2 separate regions of the Mus musculus genome follow, and region 1 is linked to region 2. A link is a contact called in public Hi-C data. All regions are on one chromosome and are shown on one strand. Each heading gives the region's core, a stretch centred on a gene start, on an enhancer-like site or on the middle of the called end of the contact. The rest is flanking DNA. Distances are from core to core; before and after follow the strand shown. Region 1 overlaps Brsk2 (BR serine/threonine kinase 2). Region 2 overlaps Gm32539 (a long non-coding RNA gene).

The links. A called contact is a pair of places that touch in the nucleus more often than the background predicts.
Region 1: a Hi-C map of cerebellum shows a contact between it and region 2, with 1.8 times the contacts expected there. The contact joins two enhancer-like sites. A contact is called at or near these places in 1 of 484 Hi-C or Micro-C datasets (cerebellum), 1 of 115 datasets of contacts at active chromatin or transcription factors (embryonic stem cells) and 3 of 9 other capture datasets (adipose tissue, liver and pancreatic islet).

The regions. Positions count from the first base shown.
Region 1 is chr7:141,998,385-142,002,590 of GRCm38.p6, forward strand. It overlaps Brsk2 (BR serine/threonine kinase 2), which reads left to right. Exons shown (of 20, transcript NM_001009930.3): 17 at 1-174; 18 at 249-338; 19 at 2,458-2,505; 20 at 3,679-4,206. The coding sequence ends at 3,848. Among named protein-coding and RNA genes, the nearest start is that of Mir3104, 8.3 kb to the left of the region's middle. Within about 2 kb of position 2,512, at least 8 of the 459 cell types and tissues checked have an H3K27ac peak or open chromatin away from gene starts, as enhancers often do. A contact at or near this core is called in cerebellum, where this site is marked.
Region 2 is chr7:141,933,281-141,937,223 of GRCm38.p6, forward strand. All of the region lies in intron 2 of Gm32539 (a long non-coding RNA gene), which reads left to right. Among named protein-coding and RNA genes, the nearest start is that of Gm32539, 11 kb to the left of the region's middle. Within about 2 kb of position 1,426, at least 28 of the 459 cell types and tissues checked have an H3K27ac peak or open chromatin away from gene starts, as enhancers often do. A contact at or near this core is called in cerebellum, where this site is marked.

The sequences.
Region 1 (4,206 bases), core at 1,262-3,761, 66 kb after region 2:
GCCTCAGCCACAGCGTTATTTCCCAGACAAGCTTCAGGGCTGAATACAAGGCCACAGGGGGCCCAGCAGTGTTCCAGAAGCCGGTCAAGTTCCAGGTGGACATCACCTACACTGAGGGCGGAGAGGCCCAGAAGGAGAATGGCATCTACTCAGTCACATTCACTTTACTCTCAGGTAAGCCAACCCACTTGGTGGCTGTTTGACTCTCACTGGTGTTCCCAGTGTCCTGACAGCCAGTCTTCCCCCAGGCCCCAGTCGCCGCTTCAAGAGGGTGGTGGAGACCATCCAGGCCCAGCTGTTAAGCACCCATGACCAGCCATCAGCCCAGCACCTGTCAGGTGAGGCGGGGGCTCAGCACAGCGCCTGTGGCTAGTGCTGCTTGGATGGGAGGTATGAGAACTGACATGGCCTCCTACTGTGACGGATGGATGCCCACCTCCCTGCCCTGAGCAGTGCTGCACCCCTCAGGGAGCAGGGCCCCTCCCCGGGCATGGTGGGCTGCATCACACTGAAAGGCACCTCTTGTCCACCGTAGAACCACCCCCGCCAGCGCCAGGACTAAGCTGGGGTGCTGGGCTTAAGGGCCAGAAGGTGGCCACCAGCTACGAGAGTAGCCTCTGACGCTGGCAGGTAAGGTGTCCGGCCTGCTGCCGGGGAGGGGAGGGGCTGCGGGCAGGGCCTCCTGCAAGAGCCAGGCTTGTCCTAAGAGGGGCACCCTGTGCCCACTCATCTGGCCTGGCTCCAGACAGGCCTATAGGGTCAGCACCTAGGCAGCTAGACATGAGGGCAGCCTGAGTAGGCTCTGGGAGCAGGGCCCAAGGCCCTGACCCTTGGGGCTCCCCTTGTAGCACTCTACAAGCGTTGGGGCTCCCTTCCTCAATGCCACTGACCAGCAGAGCTCTGCCTTAAGCAGGATGGGATCTGAGGCTCTAGTCCCAGTAGGGTGCTCAAGAAAGGCACCTGGGCTGCTGGTAGTTATGGGAGAAAGGAGTACCTGTGTGTCTGGCCCTATGCATAGGTACACACATGGGACATGTATGTCAGAGTTTAGCTAGGATATAGTCTGTATAGCAATGGGACAGGCTGATGGTATATGGCATGGGACTGCTTAGGCACTTGAGAAGTCTAGACGAGATGGGATGTGGCTCAGGGCCAGCTTCTCTGAGCCCTAGTCTCGACTTGTCTCCACAGCTGGGGCTGTTAGGGTTCCTTGTGTGTATGTAGATTCTTTCCACCTGCTCCTCATCCCATTCCATCCTCATTTCATTGCCTGTGGATGTGCTCCCACCATGAGCCTCGTCATCCCCTGGCAGGTGGGACTGGAGCCCTCAGCAGCCCTGGGCTCATTCAGCTACCCACTCTGCTTGGAAGAAAGCGAGCAAGCAGGGCCAGGTGCCCTTGGGGGCACTGTCCTCAGTCAACCTTGCTTTTCTGGGGCTTTAGGCCTCCGTCTTGGAAAGAGGAAAACAGCCTGGGGAACAGCAGCAGTAGTGGGAAACCGAGGACAAGGAATGACAGGCAGAGGCAGAGGCAGGCCAGAACTATTAATGCAAGGAAAGCCAAGGTCTCTAGCACACTGCTGGGGTTCTGCTCATGGTGACCAAACAGACACTGCAGCCCTCCTGTACTCCTGAATATTGGACAACTCTCCATGCCCTATGCTATGAGATGGTCTACCAAACCCCCAACCCAGTGCCACGTCCCTGGTGTTACAGGGAATATGGTGTGGCCTGTACACAGGACCCACCCACCAGTTCTACTCAGTCAACCATCAGTACTGGAACCTACCCTTGAGACTGTTGGGTTCCCAACCATTCTTGGATCTCGGCCTGTCCCCCTGATGCCCTCTCATTGTGTCCCTGTGTCCTGGGCCCTTGTCCAATGAGCTTGGCTCCAAAGACCCTGCTGGAGGTAGACAGAAGTATGGACTTCCAGCATAGTGGGAGAGACAGGGGTGTATGGAAGCCAGTGGGTAATGAGGTGCAGGCACAGTATAGGTGGCCTGCTAAACTATGCCAAAGCAAGAGTTTATCCAGCCCAGGGAAGACAGGCCCACCAGGAAAAAAGGTCAAATCCAGTCTTCTGGCTTTGGCTATTGGAGCATGACCTTCTGCTGTCTACCTTGCTCCCACTCAGCTGTAGTCATAGGCTTCTTCTGACCTAGACCTTAGCTCTGCCTCTTCCAAACTCTCCCCTTCCCTGGGCCTGCCTGTACCATCACCCTGTCTCCAGGCTCAGCTCCTCTTTCCCAGCCAGTCAATATTCTTGGGCCCTGCCTACTCCTAACCCCTCTCCTCTATGAACTCTAACCCCTTTGGACTCTGGCCACTCCTGGATCAGCCCTCTCAGGACCCTGCTCCTTCCCAGCCCGGCTGGCTACAGGTTGCCAGCTAGCCCCAGGTAGCAGGTGGGCAGCCTGTTCACTCTCTCCCTCCCTCTTTCCATTCTGTGCTCCAGACACCACTAACTGTATGGAAGTGATGACGGGGCGGCTTTCCAAATGTGGTAAGAACTCCTCATGCTCACTTGGCCCCTAGCCTGCCACCTCCACTGTGTGCCCACAGCCTACCCTGACCAGTGCTATCCCACTGTCCCTGGGCTGTCCTGGGTCCCCTGTGTATGCACAGGCATTGGACCATCCACCACCCCTGGGCCCCATCTTCTGCCAAGAGTAGTCTTAACTACTCACTTCCTGGTCCCCATTTCTACAATCAGGCTAGGTAGAGGAAGGACTTAAACTCTCAGAACAGGAAAAGGCCCTTGTGCTGGAAGGCAGTAAAGGGTCTACATGTAGCACTGCCCTGGAGGGCAAGGTGGACACTTGTCCACAGACCATGCCAGTCAGAAGAGAGGTATGCAGCACTGGGCTTAGACTGAGGTCAGGTGAGGGAATGGAAATGAAGCATCCAATTGGCCCAGCTGGGTAATAAACATAGGCCCAGGAGGGTGGAGGGTCACCCATTACTTCTGCCCTCCAGGACCAGAAATCCAGCTGTGGCTGCCTGTCCCCAGCTCCCTGCCTGCCTACCCACCATTAATCCTGTCTGTCTGCTGCTGAAACTGTCTGTGCTAGCCAGGGCAGGGGGTCTCCCTGTATGCTGCTGGTCACTGGCTCAGGCCACCCTTCCCAAGAGCAATCATTACTCATAAAGCAGTAGCCAACCCCAGGGTCCAACTCAGGCCTAATCTTTCTATTGCTCTTTCTACACCTTGGGTTGGCCAGCTCATGTGACCCTGACACTTGAGAAGGGAGGCCCAGGACATCTGGGGCCACACTGGGTGAGGGAGGAATCTCACTGCCTGTCCTGGGCCTCAGTTCTCAGAAGCAGCCCTCATGTCCCATGCCACTTTGGAGGTATGGAGTTCAAGGGTCTATCCCACAGCAACAGCCCCTCCCACTGCATTGCTCCTGGCACTAGGGACCCCACTGGCCGCCTGCCCACCCTGCTTGCTACCCGCCTGTCCTTGCTCTGCCATTCCATCTGACTTCATCTCGTTGGGTTTTTCTTTCTCTTGTCAAGGCTCCTTCGTTCATTTGTTTGTTCTTTCTCTCCTTCTCTCCCTCTCTCCCCTTGCCCCCCCCCCCTTTTTTTCTTTTCTCTCTTTTTGTCTTCTGTTCTGTGTACCCAGGCACCCCATTGAGTAACTTCTTTGACGTAATTAAACAACTTTTTTCAGACGAGAAGAACGGGCAGGCGGCCCAGGCCCCCAGCACACCCGCCAAGCGGAGTGCCCACGGCCCCCTGGGTGACTCCGCGGCCGCTGGCCCTGGAGGGGACACCGAGTACCCGATGGGCAAGGACATGGCCAAGATGGGGCCGCCCGCCGCCCGCCGTGAGCAGCCTTAGACACTAGTCCCTCCCCAGCACAGCACAGCACAGCACAACACAGCACTGACTGTGGCCTTCTGCCGCCCTGTGTGGACAAGGCCCCACCTGCCTGCCCAGACCTTGTCTCAAGCCTGGGAGGAAAGTAGAGTGGCCAGGGCGCGGCCCGCAGGCTGGGCTGCTGGGCTTGCTCTCTTTTCTCTCTTGCGGTCTCTGTCTCTGCCTGTCTCTGACAGCATCGCTTGTTTCCGCTCTGATACCAGGAATTATCCCGAAAAGTTAACATGTCACCTCCACGAGGCCATCCTCTGTGCTGCGTGTGGACACTGGCTGACCGAAGGCAGCTGCTGCGGACCACCCTCCTCCTGCTGCTGCTGCT
Region 2 (3,943 bases), core at 176-2,675:
GTCACGTGTGTCTCCTTGACCCTGGAGGGCTAGACCTTTTCTTTATTTTTCTTCAAAATGTCAGGTATAGTTCTTAGGTCATGGAATTAAGGATATTCATTACTGGGCCAGCAAGATAAATAAAGGTACTTGTCACCGAGCCTGATGGCCTGAGTGTGGCCTCCAGAACTCACAGGGTGAACAGAGAGAACCAACTCCCGCAAGTTGTTCTGTGATCTCCACACGTGCACCAGGCAGAAACATGCAAGCACACACACCAAAAACTAATAATTTTTAAATTATTAGAAAGATTTATCATTGTTTAACTCCCTCAAGATGTGATGATGCACGCCTTTAATTCCAGTGCTTAGGTGGAGCCCTGTGAATTTAAGGCCAGCCTAACGTACGGAGTGAGTTCGGGGCCATAGCTGAGACTTTGTCTCAGACAATCAGATCAACATACAGTGACGCCAGGGGCGGGTCAGCCGTGTAACTATCCTGAAACCATTAGCTGTTGCCAGTTTTATGACAGTTACCAAAAAGTATTGTTAACCTCCGACTCCCGGTCACTGGGTGATTTCTTACTAGCCTCAGCACACACTCTCCAGAGCCTTACAGAAGACCCTTCCTCACTCTCTAAGGAGAAAAACAGCTAGGAACCTTAGTCAGTGGGTCTCCCTCCTAATAGCTTCGCTTGGGGCATGGGGCTTGACTCAGATTCTGCCTTTCTGCCTGGTATAGCAAATAAATGTGTGTGTGTGTGTGTGTGTGTGTGTGTGTGTGTGTGTGTGTGTGTGTGTGTTAAAAAAATAAGATTACAGATGTTTCCAAAGACTTTGAAGGTGTCTCCTACAAACCCCATCCAGCCCCTTCACATCACTCTCCACAGCATTTCAAACTCATCCTGTTTCTCCTACTGAGGAGGTTCAAAACCTAGGCCTGGATCTTTCCTGTCCGCACATAGGTGCAAATGTGTGACCCTGTTGGGGTCCCGGTGAGTGCTGGGGCCAGGCAGTAATATCCCCAGCCAGTGCATAGGCAGGGCCCAGTATGGGACACTGCACCCATCTGGAAGGGGGCATCTATAATTCCTTGTACACAAAGTCAGCTGATGGCAGAAAAAAATCTGCATCAGATGCATTAAGACCCAGGAGAACTCATTCCTCGCCAAGCAGGGCTGGCCAGGGTCCAAGAAGACCTCTCTACAAGCAGGCAGTGGCTGTTTGCAGTTCCTTCTGTGGCAGGTGGTACAATCTGAGTGGATCTCCAGGAAAGCCATGGGCACTCACACTTCTGTTCTCTGGAAGGCAGCCTCTCACTGCCTGGCCCTGTGGGGCCCTGGGACCTTGGCTGGTGGATCAGCTGCTCCATGTAGTCCCCACCCCCTTTCTCATTAGAATGCAGATGAGGGACCTTCAGGTTGATGATGGATGATGTATATCGGGCCCCAGGCTGACAGCACAAAGCCCCAGTCCCCGTGGTGGCCTGCACCTGCTCCGTCTGGTCTGACACTGGGAGATACGCTGCCTGCTGTGGGGGCAGGCTCAGTGTCCAGCTGCTGGCCTTCCTTCTCTTTGTCTCTCATTCACCAGGCTGTGGGCTTCCACTCCTCAAGGGAGGGGCCTGGCCAGGAGGTTGGGGTCTGATCAAGAACTGGGTGGCAAGGTTTTTCCAGTAGAATCACCTGCCTCGAACCCACATGACCTGCGGTTGAGGAATACCGCAGGCGCCTCTGTGCCCTTTGGGTCAGTGGTTTTGGCTTCTGCAATCTTCTGCCTTGTTCCTTGTCTCCCTGTTGGTCTGGGAGCTCCCAGGACATTTTAAGAACCTGGCAGGCCAGTCTGTCACTCATACGCAGGGTACAACTGACCATCTGCTTTCCTACTGCACTGACCCACGGCCTCAGGAAAGCAAGGTTCTGTCCCAAGAAACCAGTAACTACCAGGCAGTTCCAGGATGCCCATAGTAGCATTGCTGCACTAACTTGGAAGCAAGGTCTAGGAAGCTGGACCGGGCCCCTCATAGCCCCTGGGCCTGTGAGAGCCTTAAGGCCTATCTCCCTTATGCCTCAGCCTGTGGTCATGGAGAGCTTCGGACCCGCCTCTGCCCTGATTGCTACGCATCCTCTTCCCTTTGCAGAAAGTGAGTGTGATGTTAGTCAGGGATCTGCCAGGGTCCAACCCAAGCCTTCACCTGAGGGTAGCAGACCTAGTTAGAGCATCTGCTGTTTAGAGTAGCTCTTTCATAGCCAACGACAGCCAGCTTAATGCTGGGCTCACATCCTGCTGGCTTCTGGAAAGGTCCATGGCCTGGGTGTTTCTTAGCATAGGGCTTCCAGGATCATGCTTTTCTAGCCCACATATGATATTCTATACCCAGCTCCATCTTCCACTCCTTGGGAAAGGGCCACTACTCCCACGGGTATAACAGGTTTGGCCCCTGTAGTGGCCATTCCTGGTTGTCAACTTGACTATATTTGGAATGAACTACAATCCAGAATTGGAAGGCTCACCAGTGACCCTTATCTGGAGGCTTGGAGATCCTTATCTGGATCTTGGTAAGGAGATCTTGAGCCATAGTGGCTATGGATTCCAGAAGATTAAATCTCCGAGTTTAAGGAACACAGCTTTAATCTGGGCTATACCTTTTCATCTGGGATTAAGGGTGTGGTGGAACACACCTTTAATCTGGGCTACACCTTCTGCTGGAGACAATATAAGGACATTGGAAGAAGGGAGTCTAGCTCTTGCTCCTTTGCCTGCTTGCTGTGTGAGAGAGACTGAGTAACTGCTAGATCCTTGGACTTCCATTCACAGCTGCGACTGAACAATTGTTGGGAATTGGGCTGCCGACTGTAAGTCATCAATAAATTCCTTTACTATCTAGAGACTATCCATAAGTTATGTGACTCTAGAGAACCCTGACTAATACAGCCCCTATCCAGGAATCTGGATCCCTTGCTTTTAGAGTCATTCTGCTGGACACTGTAGGGTTGTATAGAGTTGGAGGGGGCTGTGTGGAAGCCCAGAAGATCCACTCTTGTCCAATTCACAGCATCTATGAGGGCATCTGCATAACAAAAGGATCTTCGAAGGTATCATCAAGTGGGGGAGCCCTGGATGACACCATCCTGGATTAGGGTGGCCCTGGCACAATGTGCTAATAAAAGAGATCCAAGAGGAATGGATAGGAAGGAGTGGGGCCATGAGAACATAGAGACAGGGGCTGGAGTGAAACAGATGTAGTTGAGGAACACTAAGGGGAGGCAGGGAAGACACTGCCCAGGTTTGGCTGCATCTTTCATGCCTCTGGCCCTGGGCTAGAGAGCAGTTGGAACAGTTTCTCAACCTCTCAATCTCCCTCCCCGCTCTCCCTCCCCCCTCCTCTGTGTGTGTATATTTCTTTCCCCTCTATGTGTATGTGTGCCTGTGTTGCCATGTGTGCTCTCTGTGTGTGTATGTACATGTACACACACTCATGAGTATTACTGTTTATTTGTAAATGCACATATATGTCAAAGGCCACAGGTTAACTTTGAGAATTTTCTTCAGGTACTGTGTGTCTTATTTTTTGAGACTGGCTGGGCCTGGAACCGGCCAATTAGGTGAGGTGGGCTGGCCAGAGAGCTTGGAGGTCTTCCCATCTCTATATCCCCAGTACAAAGCCCTCTGACCACCCACACGCTGTTATGTTGGTGTTTTGGAGACTGGATCTGCTGGCTGGCGTGGCAAGCATTTTACTGACTGAGCCACTCTCCAGCTGGATTAGTTAGTTCTCTGTCACTGTGGTAAAGCACAATGGCCAAAAGCAACTTCTAGAAGAGTTTATTTGGGGTGACTAGTCTAGAGGGAAAGGGCATAATGGCAGAGTAGGCTTGGGACAGGAAGCTGAGAGATCCATCTTCAACCACACGCAAAAGGCAGAGAAGGTAATCTGGAAGTGGGAGTGAGGTTCTAAAGTCTCT